2 separate regions of the Sus scrofa genome follow, and region 1 is linked to region 2. A link is a contact called in public HiChIP or PLAC-seq data. All regions are on one chromosome and are shown on one strand. The core of a region is the stretch at or near the end of the contact, and the rest is flanking DNA. Distances in the headings are between cores, read along the strand shown. Region 1 holds the start of FBXO42 (F-box only protein 42). Region 2 holds the start of ARHGEF19 (rho guanine nucleotide exchange factor 19).

Region 1 (4,498 bases), core at 1,539-4,038, 110 kb before region 2:
CAATCCCTTGCCTGGCACAGTGGGTTAAGGATCTGGCATTGCTGTAGCTGCAGCTTAGGCTGCAACTATGTTCAGATCTGATCCCTGGCCTAGGTACTCCACATGCTGCAGGGTGGCCAAAAAAGAGAATAAATAAGTAAATAACATGCTTACTAATTCTCTGGTTTCATGACTTCCGGTCTCTGGAATATCAGTCATCTCTGGGTCTGCCCTCAGTCCACTGCTTTTATCTAGATACCACCCACTGTTGGTGACTCCCAAAGTTGATTCTAGCCCCGAACTGTCCTGATATTTTCAATTCATACAGGTAGGTTCAGGTAGATTTCTTTTTTTTTTTTTTTTTTTTGTCTTTTTAGGGCTACACCCATGGGATATGGAAGTTCCCAGGCTAGGGTCTAATCGGAGCTATAGCCACCGGCCTACACCACAGCCACAGCAAGGTGGGATCTGAGCCATGTCTGAGACCTACACCACAGCTCATGGCAATGCCAGATCCTTAACCCACTGAGTGAGGCCAGGGATCAAACCCCCAACCTCATGGTTCCTAGTCGGATTCGTTTCCGCTGTGCCACGACGGGAACTCCAATACAGGTAGGTTTCTTATTGGCACTTAATACATATTCCTCTAGCAGCTCAGATATTATAAAATACCACTGTTCACAGCTTGACCAACTTCAAAGATAAAGGATTTTGTCTCGTTCACTCTCTGGAACTATATTTACTTTGAATACATCTTCCTGTGAATTCATTCTTTTAATTATCCACACTGAGCTTTGGCAGCAGCATAGTGGATGGATCAGCATCACCTGAGTCTCACTCTTGGGGTTGTGATTAGTTTTTCACAAACGAAGCCTTGAAGGTGTTTCAGGCTTTGTAGTTACAGCATGTAATCAGCAGAGGGAGATAGTTTCTTACAATTTTGTTGCTTTCGGCAATGAGCTTTAAAGGAATTGGTGGAGTTCCTTTGTGGCACGGAGGGTTAAGGATCTGGTATTGTCACTGCAGCAGCTTGGGTCTCTGCCAGGGCAGGTTTGGCCCAGGAACTTCCACATGCCACAGGCGCTGCCACCCCTCCCCCCAAAAAAAACCCCAAAAAACAAAAAAAAAAACAAATGAATTTGTTGGGCATTCCTAAAACTGCATCTTCTAAGAGACCAGAAAGAGAGATCTTGGAGATCATTTGAAGATGCTGCAAAGGAAATAGCTTTTGTTTCACCAAATGTGTCATTGTGGGGCTAGCCCTAATCATATAGGCCTCCTGTGATCTGGGGCAAGTTCCTTTCTCATCTGTAAAATGAGGTGATGGAACCAAATAAGGACTAAAACTGAGGAAGTAACAATAGCTAGTAATAAAATAGAACAATTATAATAATTTTAAAAATTGAGGGAGTGGCAGTTTTTTCCTCCAGGGAGAATGCCCCAAAAGTTGAGGCAGTGGCATATATGGGCACAGGTAGAAACCCTAAAGCATGAGCTTCTCTTCCTTGTGAAATATGTTTGTTGTACCATTCAAGTTGGGGGCTTAGCGATCGGCACTCAGAACTGCAGGCACCTTTGATAACACCACATGAAGCACTCTGATAAGTGATAGGAATACAGGAGCAAAGCCCACAGTGAGAAAACTTCCCATTTGATTTCCAAGCTGAGGCAATGCAGACAATTAAGAAATAAATGGCAACTTACCAATTTTTTTTCTTTTTCTGCCACCCTCGAGGCCTATGAAAGTTCCCAGGCCAGGGATTGAAAGAGCCACAACCGCAACAACACTGGATCCTTAACCCACTTCGCTGGGCCAGGGACTGAACCAGCACTGCCTCAAAGACAAGCTGGATCATTAACTCACTGCACCACAGTGGGAACTTCTGCTTCATTGCTGCTTTGTTTTTAACCACAAAAGACTGGAAACAAATTAAATGCTCACTACTGGAGGAATTTTTTTTCTTTTTTTTTTGTCTTTTTTGCCACAGCTGCGACCTATGGAAATTTCTAGGCTAGTGGTTGAATCAAAGCTGTAGCCACCGACTTAAAATGCTGAGCAAGGCTAGGGCTCGAACTCTCATCCTCATAGACCCTATGTCAGGTTCTTAACCCGCTGAGCCACAGTGGGAACTCCTGCTTCAGTTTTTAGATGCAAGGGTGACAAGTGAAGCCCTTAGGCTGTACAGATAGTTCATAAAGGCTCTCTCCTACACACCAGGTTGCTCCCTTGGAAGGGGGATTTTCCTGGAATCCACCTACTCAGTACAAGAGCCTGGGAACTAGTTTCTGAGTTCAAGTCCTACCTCCCCATCCCAACTCCCCAAGATATGCGGCTCTGGGAAAATGATACCTCCTGTGCCTCAGTTTCCTCATCTGAGAAATGGGGCTAGTAACAAGTCATACTGTGTTGGTACACAGTTACGAGAGATTTCCCTCACTTTATATCCAAGAGCACTTCCATCCGCTACAGCCCTCCCCTCTGTTCATGGGGGCCCTCAGGAGGTACAAACGAATTAATTCCACGTATCATATTCTCAGGCCGTTGGGAAAATTGTCTAGTTATCCCAGGCTGTGCAAAGGAGAGTGAGTGCAGTTCTAAGGCCGTTTGTAGGGACCCGAGGGAGGCGGGCGTAGAAGCACGACATTTCTTCCAGGCTTTGTTTCCCCAGGCGACACACCGACCACGAAGAACCTCGGCGGAGGTCCCGGGTGCGGCACGTACCTTCCCAACTAGGCACCGCCCACAGGTCGCCTCGCGCGGGCCCGCCGAGCTGACGTAAGTGCGCGCGCGTCCTCCGCGCCTATCCCCGGCGCATGCGCGCTCCGTGCTGTCTTCTCCGGGCCAGAGCAGCAGCGGCGGCGGCGGCGTTTGAGTGGAGGAAGATGGCGGCCCCGAGCGACTCGGTGTCCCGCCAGCTGTGAGGAGCCCCGAGTGCTGCAAGCGCGGCCTAGGGCGGAGCGCCTCTGCTCTGGTCCCATCCCTGGCTCCCTCACTGCCTTCGCCAGCAGAGCGTATTTGAGAGCGTGGCGCGGGCTGGACCAGGTGAGGCTTCTTCCTCTCCCTGGGCCGCGGCAGGGAGCCGGCGCCTTCTGCCCTTTATGCCCTGGGTCCGGCGCAGGCCCTGCGCCCGGCACGGGGGTCGGTGACGGCTGGCCTGGGGGCCTTGCTTTGGTCATCCTCGGCCTCCTCAGGTTAGGCAGGGAGGAGGAGAGCCCCTTTCTAGCCAATCCTTGGGATGAGGGCGAACCCGGCCTCTCTCTAGCAGGGCGGTTCTCGTCCTCTCACCGGGGCCACCAAAGGGTGTGTGACCAGAGTAAGAATGGCTTAGGGGGTCTCGGATTATCTTCCACCCCACCCTCAAATTTTTTAAAGCCTTGGGAGAGGAGCCAATGTTCTCCAAAAAATTGGGGCTGCGGAGAGGGGCCAGCATCTCTGAAGCTGCAGTTGCAAAGGGAACATTTTGAAATTGGCTTAAAAAATAAAACACAAGCAGCCTTTCCTACCCTTTAGTTTTTTGAATGTAGCCCTAGCGAAGTAGAAACTGAGGATCTCCTTGATTGAGACAGCAATCCACGTTGTGAGTGTGGAAGGCTTCTGGTGAGAATTGTTTGTAGAGGGAATCGGGGAGGGTGGGAACCAATTGTAAACGGAGAAAAAACAATTGTAAGATCTTGATGGTCTCTGCAAAGTAACTTCGTTGCTTATTGAAGTCCTCGTTCCTTTGGATTCAAACCTTTGGATTGTTAAGATTCGGAACACGCAATTGCTTTGTCTGTTATCTCCCGAATTTTATTAGGAAAATAAAAGCTTAATTTTTAATTGCCAAAGTCTTTGGACTTTCTGTGGTGGGTTCCGATTGCTCAGCGTGAAGATTCAGACACATCACCAATTCTCACTTGCTGGCTGGGACCTTGTATTGTACTTGTTAGCCTTTTTGAGAACTTTTGTTGTTGTTGTTCACATGCTAATTTGGAGACTTTGATTTTGTTTCTCTCACTTAGGCAAGCTGGTTTGAAGCTTGTGGTCTCTTCTAACCGGCTTGAGGAATGATGGCTTCAGTTGCAGTTATGCTGTGGAATTGTTGAGGCTTTGGCTTGGACACACCAAATACCTTTTGTAACTTAAATTTGTTTTGCTTGTGCTTAAGAATGATGACATCATGGGTTTAAAGGGATGAAATTTGAGAGGAAATAGCATCATTTAGAATTGAATACTTAAGATTAAGCCTGTAGCTTTTACAGGGGCCAGTGATGCTCTGTGTCATATCCCTAATTTTGAGCATATTCATGTGTATAATCTAATTGGTTTCCTTTATATTGTATGTTGTCATTTTAGATCCTGAAACTGTTTGCTTTTGGCAAGCCTGGTATAAATACATTACTCAATCTACATTGACCCATGAGTGTTTTGTCTACTTCAGAAAGCTTTTAATTGTTGAAATGACAACTGTTTAGTTTAATACGAGCTAATTCTTTTGGCCGTTTTTTTCTTTTCTTAAAGTCTTTTCCCTATAGATTT
Region 2 (4,576 bases), core at 929-3,428:
GAGAGGGAAGGGGCTTCCAGAGACAGAGAATAGCCAGGTAAGAAGCACAGAATTTAAGAGAGCCCTGGACTCCTAAGTCCAACCAACAGGATTTGAGTCTGGCTCCACTATTTATAACCTGGGGAGCCTTGTGTAAGGTCTCTGAGTCTCCGTTACCTCATCTATAAAGTGGGAATGATCGGTACCTATCTCTAAGGGACTGGGAGGATGGTAATGACATTGTCTGGCCTGGCATTGTCAGGAAGCAGCTGGCATAGGAGACAGCTGGCCAGGCTGCAGGACACCAAAATGGAGCAAGAGCAGTGGCACTGGCAAGAGGACTCTGAGCTCACTGAGTGCAAGGGCCTGTTTGATGAATATCTGGAGATGGGTGAGCAGTGGCTCAGCAGGGTCCCTGGGGGCCTGCCCAGCAGAGGAGGTGACCCTGGCCCAACACCCCACAACTACTGCTGCAGTTTGGATTCATCCCCATCTTCATGGCAGTCTTCCCACGGGCACCCCTGTTTGCTCTGCTCAGCAACTGGGTGGAGATCTGACTGGATACCTACAAGTTCGTGTGTGAGTACAGGCGGCCGGGCCCAGAGCCTTGGGATCTGGCTGCTCCTGATTGAAGCCATGACCCATCTGTCTGTCATCATGAATGTGAGTGTGGGGCAAGGGCAGGAAATTCAGGGTCAGAGGGGGAATGAAAATCAGAGACTGGGAGGAGGCTCCGGAACGGGGAAATGGGGGCTGAGCCTAGAAATCAGGATCAGAGACTGGGAAATAGGGGCAGAGGGCTAGAATCCTGGGGCACAGGCTTATCTTGCCTGCAGGGCTGGGACTGGACCAAGGTGGGGGTGAGTTAGGAGACTGGGCCCTGCAAGGCGGGAGGACCTTCCCCCCTGCAGCCCCCTGCAGGCTTTTCTCTTCACCTTCACCTTGGATGTGCTGCCAAGTCTCCTGTACCAGTATGAACACCACAGCCAACTTCAGGCTGGCTCTCCTACCTCCAGCTTACCTTGCCCAGGGCAATCACACGCCCTGAAGGTGGGAGAACCAGCTGGGGCAGGGCGGGGCCCGCCTGAGGAGAGGGGTCCTGGGTTTGCAGCCTGGGACAGGGATGCTGAATCTGGAGGTGGGGCGATGAGCCTGGGGAGGGGGGCCTAAGTGGGAGGGTGGGAAGCTGAGTCTGGAGGGGCAGATTAGAGGGCAGAGTGTACTGCCAACCCGGAAGTTCCCGGCTCTAGGGCGGGGAGGGGTGGGAGTGCCAGTTGCAGACCCGAGGTTCAAGACCCGAGGTTCGATGTGCAGGGTAATCTCACTCTCTTCTTCTGGAAGCTGATGGTTGTGCCTCTGGCTGCATCATTGCCTTGGATGCAGGCTCAGTCATTCGCGCAATGGACAGACCTGGGTTCGAGTTCAGGCTGTGCCGCCAACTGGCTGTAGAAAGGGTATATTACGGAATAAGATCTACTTAGGGTCGCTATGAAGATTCAGTGGCAAGCCCTTGCACAGCCAAGTCGGTGCTCAGTGAATTAATATCACGACTACTATTATTATTCCTTGGCAACAGTCCTGGAGGAAGGGGAGCAAGCTTGCTCCTTCAACCTTTGCTCAAGATCCTCTTTCTCTAGCTCTAACAAGGTCCCTAATATTAAGGGGTTCGTATTATACCTCTCTGCCTTTGGGCAAATAACCTCTTTATACTTCGATTTCAGGTAAAACAGGAGAAGTAATTTACTTACCTCCTAGAGTTGTTGTGATGATTAAAAGAATGAATATCTGGAAACCCTCAGAATGGTGCCTTGCACTTAGCGCTCGGCAAATTAAGATTGCTAAAGCAATCACTCTCTTTGGAGCCCCCCTTCTCCCCAGCATGTGGTGTTCTTCCTTCGGCTCATCGCCCGGCTCCTGCCCGACGTGCCAACCGCCCTGGCCACCAAGATAAACTGCGAGAGCTCCCCGGTCAAGCAGGCGCTGGCGGACGACCAGGAGGCGCAGCTTTCGGTCGGCGCTGCCTGCTGCCTCTGGCCCCACCCCCTCGGGCCACGCCCCTTTGCCGGCTCCCAGGCCTAAGCTCAGTTTTCTTGTCCCGCCCTCTTGCTTGACCTCGCCCAGAGGGAGGATGGGCTGCGTACCCTTTAATTTCCATACGGCCCCGCCTACGCCACGCCCCTTCTTTCACATTATTTCCACCCAAGTCATTTCAGCTCCGGAGGGCCTCCTGCTCAGACTCACCTAGCCGTGCTTTCTGTTCACTGCAGCAGGGTCTCTGTCCCTGGAGCCCAGGACGCAGGGGCGAGTGAGGTGAGATTGCCCTTTCAGGACCCTAGCTCCCCCAGGATGCTTCCTCCATTGGGGTCCTCTGCTTCCAGCTAGGGGTCTGGGCAGTACCTTGGCCAGCGGTGCCGAGGTTGGCCCTGGAGCTGGGATGGGGGGACTAGGGTTCTCTGAAAACCCCTAGTCTTGAATTGCCTCCCTCTCCACGTTCCCCGGTCTCCTGCCCTGTGTGCAATGCTGACAATAAACCTCTTTGTGCCCCAGCATGCCGCTTCTCCGTGGACACCTGGTTCCCGACCCACTCTGTGCAATGTCCTCTCATTGTGGGATGATGCTCTGGGGGGGGCCAAGGTAGATGTGAAGGAGGGAGGGGACCTGACTGCTCTGAACCGAATGGTCACCAGTGGGTAAGGGAGAGCTCACGCTCCTATATGCTCCTCAAGGCCTGCAGTGTGTGAATAATAAAAGAATTTAGTTAGGTCAGCTGAGACACCTCCCAATGGACTTTCACACACTTTTCACTAGATCCTCCCCAAAGCCTGGGCAGGCAGTACTGGGCAATAGTTAAGGGCACAGATTAGTGGTGGAGTCACACCTGGGTCTGAAGATTAGTTCTGACTTTTATTTGCTGTGTGACCTTGGACAAGTTCAGTTTCATCACCTGTACGACAGGGACTTTATAGAGCTGATGAGAGATTTAAATGGAATAGTGTATTTAACCTGTCCTCATCTGATGTGGGAGCAGAAACAGTGGCTATCTCAGAGGGTTGTGCGGTGGAGAGTAAATGAATAAATAGGGGGAGTTCCCGTCGTGGCGCAGTGATTAACAAATTCGACTAGGAACCATGAGGTTGCGGGTTCGATCCCTGCCCTTGCTCAGTGGGTTAATGATCCGGCGTTGCCGTGAACTGTAGTGTAGGTCGCAGACACAGCTCGGGTCCTGCGTTGCTGTGGCTCTGGTGTAGGCCAGCGACTACAGCTCCAATTAGACCCTAGCCTGGGAACCTCCATATGCGGCAGGAGCGGCCCAAGAAATGGCAAAAAGACAAAAAAAAAAAAAAAAAAGAATAAATAGGTGTGAAGTGGAGTTCTTTTCTCTCTCTCCCTTTCTTTCTTTCTTCCTTTCTTCCTTTTTTTCTTCCTTTCTGCTTTTTAGGGCCTCACCCGAAGCATATGGAAGTTCCCAGGCTAGGGGCTGAATCCAAGCTACAACTGCCGGCCTATGCCACAGCCACAGCAACGTGGGATCCCAGCTGCATCTGTGACCTACACCACAGCTCACGGCAATGCCAGATCCTTAACCCACTGAGTGAGGCCCAGGGATCGAACCTGCGTCCTCACAGATACCAGTTGGATTGTTTTCCCTGTGCCACAATGGGAACTCCACGTAAGGTCTCATTGTGGAGCAGTGGGTTAAGGATCTGGTGTTGAAACTGCTGTGGCTTGGTTTGGCACCTGGCCCAAGAACTGCTTCAGGAATGGCAAAAAACAAACAAACAAACAAACAAAAAAGGTGTGAAGTGCTTAGAACAGTACCTGGCACATACTGCGTGCACTCATGTTATTAGCGACATGAGTATTAGTATTTGTGTACTTGTATACATATTCACATTAAGTACCTGGCAAATGCTAAAAAAAACCCACAAAAAAACTCAAAACAAAAGCCAAACAAACAAACACAAAAAACCAGGTGGTATTAGGGAGAAAGCAGCTTACCCTTTCTCAGGCTTGCAAAGATTGCTTGCCAGGCACAGAGTAAGCGTTCCTTACTGGAGGCAGGTTCTACTTGGGCTATTTGAATTGTTTGTTTGTTGTTGTTGTTGTTTTGGTTTTTAGGGCCACACCTGTGGCATATGGTGGTTCCCAGGCTAGGGGTCTAATCAGAGCTACAGCTGCCGGCCTATGGCACAGCCACAGCAACCTGGGATCTGACCTCAGGTGCCCAAGAGAGAGGCCAATGTTTTTATTTTGTTTTGTTTTCTTTTCTTTTCAGGGATGCACTTGAAGCATATAGAAGTTCCCAGGCTAGGGGTTGAGTCGGAGCTACAGCTGCTGGCCACACCCACAGCCACAGCAACTCGGGATCCCAGCAGCGTCTGAGACCTACACCACAGCTCATGGCAATGCCAGATCCTTAACCCGCTGCTTGAGGCCAGGGATCTAACCTGCAACCTCGTGGTTCCTAGTCGGATTCCTTTCTGCTGTGCCGCCAGGTGAACTCCTTGAATTGGTTTTTTGCGGGCTCACTCAGTCAGTGTGGACTAGAGTCTGGGAGGTCTGGTGCAGGAGGGTGTTGGAGATAGTGAAGTGGGTC

Evidence for each region. HiChIP or PLAC-seq counts read pairs in DNA pulled down with a chosen protein or histone mark.
Region 1: an H3K27ac HiChIP or PLAC-seq map of alveolar macrophages shows a contact between it and region 2. The contact joins the promoter of FBXO42 here to the promoter of ARHGEF19 in region 2. A contact is called at or near these places in 1 of 5 promoter capture datasets (liver), 1 of 47 Hi-C or Micro-C datasets (embryonic fibroblasts) and 2 of 2 datasets of contacts at active chromatin or transcription factors (alveolar macrophages and skeletal muscle).

The regions. Positions count from the first base shown.
Region 1 is chr6:75,444,411-75,448,908 of Sscrofa11.1, reverse strand. It overlaps FBXO42 (F-box only protein 42), which reads left to right and starts at 2,788. Exons shown (of 10, transcript XM_003127635.5): 1 at 2,788-3,022.
Region 2 is chr6:75,332,894-75,337,469 of Sscrofa11.1, reverse strand. It overlaps ARHGEF19 (rho guanine nucleotide exchange factor 19), which reads left to right and starts at 2,178. Exons shown (of 16, transcript XM_021095415.1): 1 at 2,178-2,289. It overlaps LOC110261103 (a long non-coding RNA gene), which reads right to left and starts at 1,843. Exons shown (of 3, transcript XR_002344913.1): 1 at 1,728-1,843.